Linked DNA regions of Sus scrofa: region 2 is linked to region 1. A link is a contact called in public promoter capture Hi-C data. All regions are on one chromosome and are shown on one strand. Each heading gives the region's core, a stretch centred on a gene start, on an enhancer-like site or on the middle of the called end of the contact. The rest is flanking DNA. Distances are from core to core; before and after follow the strand shown. Region 1 holds the start of QPCTL (glutaminyl-peptide cyclotransferase like). Region 2 holds the start of INAFM1 (putative transmembrane protein INAFM1).

Region 1 (3,063 bases), core at 352-2,851:
CTAGTGGCGAGAGAAAGGTGGGAGGGTGGGTGGGGACTGGGGAGGAGGTTGGAAGAAGGGCCGTGTGACCTGAACCATGCAGAGCCATCAGGTTAACTCACAAATCGCACTTTGGTTTAATGGCTCTCTTGATATACTTCTGCTGGGTACCTACTAAGTGCCAGGCATGAAGCGACTCTGCCTCATGATGCCAAGACTAATCACAGCTCACCCTTCAAAGAGCACTCTGTGCCAAGCCCAGTTCCAGGAACCCTATGGAGGAGGGAGAGTCAATGGTTCCATTTTGCAGATGAGGAAACTGAGGCTCAGAGAAGTTAAGAAACTAGTCCAAGGTCACACTCCAAGTGGCTGAGGTGGATTTGAACTCAGGCAGTGTTCAAATGACTTTCAGTGCTTGCTGGGAGGCAATATAGAGATGTTACAGCACCAGTTCGGGAGCCAACTCTTTTGGGTTGAAACCCTAGGTATACCATTTATTAACTGTGGGATTTGGGCAAAATGCCTAACTCTTCTGAGCCTCAGTTTCCCCATCTACATTATGAAGATCAAGTTGGTACCCACCTCACAGGCCCGATGCTTATGCTTAGCATACTTTTGGTGGGGGCAGTACAGTCCTGGGGTTACCAAGAGAGAACTCTAGAGTCTGACCGAGCTTCAGCTCTTGGGCAGAATATCTATTTCCCATTCCTTGGTGGCTGCGGGGTCAGGGATTGGAGGTGGGGCCCTTTACCTTTCTGACTTGGAGATTGCCCGGACTGCCCGGGGTCCGCACAACCAGCAGGGGGCGCAGATAAGTGTGCCAGAGACGGTGCGGGTCCAGTCGCCCCACCACCCTCCGAAGCCCGGCTTCGGGGAGGCTTCCGAGCCCCGGACCCTTGGGAAAGAGGTGGGAAAGAGAAGAGCAGAGCGTGAAAAGCACCCTCATTTCAACTCTACCCCGGGGGCTGTCATCCCTAAAAAGCCCCGGCTCCTCTTCCTAATGGCAGATTCCAGCATCAGAGGTTTCTAGGATAAATCCTAGACTCGGGAAAGTCTACCCAAGCCCATCCGGTATAGCCCACCGCAATCCTGATGGGAGAAATCGAAGCCCAACGAGAGGAAGAGACTTCCAAACAGCTGACTTTAGGATTAGAACCCAGAACTCCCAGGCTTACTACTCCAGACCCTTCCTCTTACGGTGCAACCGCTATTATAGAAAAAGCCCGAAGCCTCATTGCATTGGAAAGGGGCATGCGCTCTAACGACGAAGATCGCGGCACCTGCGGCTAGGGCCCCACGATAACGATAAAGCCACGTCAACCTGAGACTTTGAGGAGGGGGAGGCGGGGAATAAGGGCTCCCCTGTCCCCGTCCGGCCTCACCCGCATCTCCCGGCCCAGAGGCAGCTCCTCAGTCTGGCGGTGCCAGCCGCTCCAAATGGTATAGAACACCGAGGCCACCGCCAGCGCCAGCAACAGCAGGGGCAACAGCTGCGCCCGCGGTAGCAGGCGGCGCTTGGGCGGTGAGGGTGGCTCCAAAAGGCCGCGTTCCCCAAGCCGTAGCCGGGGCCGCCCGCGGCCCCCTGAACGCATGGCAGCTTCGCCCTGAAACCGGTCGGGGACTGCGGATGGAGTTTAGGCCAGCCAAGTCCCACCCCATGGAATCACCGGACCAATAAGCAACAAGAGCGGCTGCACCAACCCACCCTTCAGCAAGCAGTAAAGCCAATGGGGACTTTCGTACTGAGGACACGCCTCCCTGTCTCCCTGAAGCTTAAGGGTTGGTTCCCCTGAGGGTTGCACAACCCAAAAGGGAGCGCGAAAGAGGTAGGCACCGCCTCAGCGGAAGAGGGGAAGCCAATGAGAAGCATTTGATCCTAGAAAACAGCCGACCTCCTGGGCGCGGGTCCACGCCCCTCCCGGATGTAAGCAAAGGATTGGTTATTCCAAGTCCAAAGGATTAACAAACACATAAACGGACGGTCCCCTAAGTAGAAGAGGAGGTATCCATCCCTGAAGCGAGGAGCCGATTGGCTTCGTGGATGCCGCGCCCCCGAAGGCAGGGCCGGCGGGCATTTGGAAATGGCTTGTCCTTTCCCTCCTTCAACCTGTGCGGTTCTACAACGAAATGGTTTGAATAAGTCCTGCTTTCTCTTCCTCTCCATCGTCAATATCTGCCCGGTACAGTCCTGAATGGCCTCAAAGTAGTACGTAAGAGTTTTACCCTACAGCCGCCTGTGGCGAGCAGAGATCGCTATGGCAACAGGCCACGCCCCACCCACTAGCTGTGTTTGCGCAAGCGCCCACGGAAGTGGGCCTCAGGAAGCGGAAGTCCCGCCCTTCTCGCTCCTTTCAGAGGGCGAAGAAGCAACGCGGAGACGGTGGTGACTGGAGTGCGCGGTCGCGACAACTACTGCCACCGCCATGTGAGGCCGGGCTAGGCTTAGGTGGCAGGAGTGGGTTGAGGGTGTAAATCTGGCCACTTGCCGGTGGAAGGGGGTGGGCAGAGCCTGGGGCGGAAGCAAACATTTTCGGGGTAAAGTGGCGTACGTTACCGATGAGTTTGAGAACAGATGTGGGGCCTTTTTCGGATCCTGACTTTAGGAGCAGGAGCAGCTTTATCAGATAACGGGCTGGGCTTTCCCAAATAATTAGTCTTACTGAAGCGAATGTTAAGGGGAAGCGATGTACGAAAATGGAACCTGGGAGAGGGGAGTACGGACATGTGGGGAAGAACGATTTGAAGTGAGGATCTTATCAGGGTAATTTGAGCTGGAGACGGTTAGCCTTTTGACCTTATTCGTCGTTATCATGGGTCTCGAGTTATCGGAAGGATTTTACTTACGTATTCATGCAACAATTATTTATTGAGTGTTCATATGTCAGGCTTCTTTAGACACAGAATATGTTAGTGAATTACCCCACTCCCCCAAGGGAAAAAATTCCATTTTGCATTTTATGGGTTGGGTTGAGCCAGGCAATAAATGTAAAGGTAAAATATATGGTGTGTTAGGTGACCGGGGCTATGAATGAAGAAACAGTAGAGCAGGGTAAAACAATGTGGAATGCCAGTTTTGAGAGACAG
Region 2 (3,020 bases), core at 116-2,615, 1.0 Mb before region 1:
CAGGAGCCCCTTCACGCCCTCCAGAGACACTTGTCCTCGGCCCCGAGCATGCCAAAAACTGTGAAGCCCTTCACGTCGTCTGACCTTCAACTGCCCTGTTGCAGATAAGCCTCTTCACCTCACCCCAACCCAGAAACTACACGACGGCGACGGAAGGAGGAAAAAGGGCCCCCATAGGGAAGAGAAAAAGCCACAACCATCCAGCCAGAGTGAGAGACGAAAGAAAATCAGATGCCAGGAAGGACTTTCTCTCCCAAACTCAAGGGGGGAGGCACCTCTGCGACAACACGACAAACACAATGCGAGGCAGTTGGGACTGGAGTTTACTGCAGGTGGACATATGGACATGGAGATTCGAGGAAGAAGGGAGCGGACTGAAGGCTCTGTGCTCAGCATCCTAAGGAGGGAGATCAGGAACAGAGATCAGGAGGGGGTCCGCCAGATGGCGGAGGACCCAGCCTGACGGCGGAGGAGCTGCTAGCGGCGAGGGCCCTTCCCATCCCAGTCTTCAGGATGACGGCTCCGGAGACGCTAGACGATGTCGTGAAAAGGGAGCCAGAACCCAATCCGAGAATGGCGCATCCGTAGTCGGGGCGCCGGACTCTCGAAGACCGGCGATCCATCCTAGGTGAAAGGGAGAGTTACCCGGGTCCTCGCCCCCCTGAGGCCTCCGGCGTCTCTCCCGGCGTCTGGCGGTTCGGGCGGCGGCTGGGGTCCCAGTGGCGGCGGCTCCGCGGCAGCTCCAGCTGGGGTCGCGGCCCGCCAGGGGCTCCCAGGAGGCAAGACACTGAAGCAGCTGGGGGCGCCGGAGCAGGCAGCGCACCCGCGCGGGCGCCACAAGGAGAAGACTGCGCGCTGGGCGGCGGACCGCCGGGGGCTGCAGGGGGCCGCGTGGGAACCCAGATAAGACCATAGTACACAGCGAGCAGCACGGCAGCCAACGAAACGCACAGGAAGTAGGCGCAGACCGGGGCCAGGCGCAGCCAGCGGCCCCGCGGGCCCTCGCTCAGCCCTGCGCCACCCGGGCTCTCGCCGCCGCCACCCACGCAGCTCGTGCCCGCATCTCCGCAGCCCCCTTGTCCAGGAGCCACAGCCCGCACAGGCCCCACCCACTAGGCCCGCCCGCTCAGGGGGCCGCCCCCTCCAGAGAACCGCCCCCTTCCAGAGGACCGCCCCCGCGCTCCAACTCTCCCTCGCCCAACCCCGCCCCCGCCACCTTGGTCACGCCCCCGCGCGAGCGGGACCACCTCTTGCGTTTTAGGCACTCCCCCTCCCCGGCCTCCGGCCAACCATTATCAAGGCAAGGCTTAACTACAGCATTCTGACCCCGCCCTCCTTGGCTCTGGACCCGCCGCAGGCATGCATTATCTCGATTTTTCTCAAATACAAGCCCAGTCGACTCCCGCCAGGCGTCGGTGTTTTACCCGGCCCGGCGCTTAGCTCCACTCTCTTTTTGTCCTTCTCCCCGCGCCCTAAACCCGTCCCCTTTCGGAACTCAGACTTCTTCCAAGCGTCTAGTTCCACCAACCCCTTGCCAAGCTCAGGGCTTATAAGTCTCGCCCCTCCTTAGCCGCAGTTCCGCCCCCGTTTTAACTTGCCTTTCTCCAAATCAAACTGGACTTCAGCACTCGATCTCACCCTCTTCTCCCCCTACCCTCACCCATCTCCAGCCCAGGCTTCGCCTCTTTCCACTCCACTGGTTTGAACTGCGCGTCCTAAACCACGCCCCCCTGCCCCGGGAGGCGCCCTACACCTGCATCAGGGATTCCCAATCTAAACCTGCTCCTGTGGTTCCGCCCCGCCCAGGCGCCCTGACCACGCCCCTCACGGGACCTGCCCCCTCCATACTTGCGTCCTGAGGTCTAAGCTCAAACCCCGAAGTTCCACCTCCGCCCCACACCCCAGTCACGCCCCTTCCCCAGCTCCTCCCCCACCACCCTCAACTGCTGTCTCTCTAAAGCCCGGAGGTCCAGAGTGGGCTCCAGGGAGGAGGGAGCACTGCCTGGAGAACCAGACTAATCCCCTTCTGCCGCCCCCTCCCCATCAAGGAGGGGAAGCTTCAGTCCCCTCCCAGCAGCGTCTTCAGGAATTCGGGGAGGCCTGCGGGAGGGGGGGAGGGAATACGTATCAGGGTAAATGGAGGAAAAAAGACCCCTTCCTCCCGCCTCTTCCGCCACGGAAAAGCCCGCCAAGCAAGCAACCTAGCCTGCCCCCCGCCAAAAACACAGTTCAAAGGTTAGCGGAAGTGCTGCATTTAATAAGAGACCGAGCCGGCGGCCGGGTAATTCAAGTCCTTCGAAAGAGTCACCGGCTGTTTGCCATGCCCCAGATGTAAGCTCCTGGAGGCGGGAAACTCGGCCCGGGAACTGGCACCTGGACCCCCCCCCATGCCCTCCAGAACTGGGAAACGGGGGCGTCTCAGCCACCCCGGTGCCACGGCGCCCCCCATTTGTGAGACTGGACTATTGCCCTGACCCCACCCGGTTCACTGTCCCTGGCTCCTCCCCCCTTACGTTTAACCCTCTCCTGGCTGGAGTGTGGCGGAAGCAGAGAACAGAGGAGCGAGGCGGCGGGAGGTTAGTGCAGAGCGCGGAGGCCGAAGTCGGAGGGCGCGGTCAGCGGGCGGCCCCCAGTGGCGAAGCGGCCGCCACCACCTTGCAGAAACGCACCCTCTGGAAGTCGCTGATAGCCGTCTCCTGGCCCTCGCGGCCCGCCTCTGGGAAGAGAAGGGACGGTCACCGGAGAGGAACAGTAACCCCCTCACCCCCCGGACCCGGACACTCCAGCCCCGCCCCTCACCCCCACTGAGCCTGGCTGCCGCCTACCCCCAGTTAAGCGGTTTAGGAGCCTCAGGCTCTTTTAATCTTCCGAGTGGACCCACGCAGCAGTACAGACCCCAAAATAACCCTGTTTACAGAGTACCTAATCTGAAACAGCGAAATCGCACCACGTGACCCAAAGACAAAGCGCTCGGGCACCCAGTCCTCAGCCACCACCACCACCACCTGGCCTCTCCGACC

The links. Promoter capture Hi-C pulls out the DNA fragments that hold promoters and counts their contacts.
Region 2: a contact with region 1 is called in a promoter capture Hi-C map of liver, with 3 times the contacts expected there. The contact joins the promoter of INAFM1 here to the promoter of QPCTL in region 1. A contact is called at or near these places in 1 of 5 promoter capture datasets (liver) and 1 of 47 Hi-C or Micro-C datasets (liver).

What each region holds. Positions count from the first base shown.
Region 1 is chr6:52,041,740-52,044,802 of Sscrofa11.1, reverse strand. QPCTL (glutaminyl-peptide cyclotransferase like) reads right to left here and starts at 1,601. Exons shown (of 7, transcript NM_001243636.1): 1 at 1,362-1,601; 2 at 731-874. The coding sequence starts at 1,571. It overlaps SNRPD2 (small nuclear ribonucleoprotein D2 polypeptide), which reads left to right and starts at 2,329. Exons shown (of 3, transcript NM_001243653.2): 1 at 2,329-2,404. The coding sequence starts at 2,403.
Region 2 is chr6:53,078,279-53,081,298 of Sscrofa11.1, reverse strand. INAFM1 (putative transmembrane protein INAFM1) reads right to left here and starts at 1,365. Exons shown (of 2, transcript XM_021097554.1): 1 at 1,327-1,365; 2 at 306-1,112. The coding sequence starts at 1,365. The coding sequence ends at 642. CCDC9 (coiled-coil domain-containing protein 9) reads right to left here. Exons shown (of 15, transcript XM_021094629.1): 14 at 2,670-2,716; 15 at 307-2,100. The coding sequence ends at 2,083.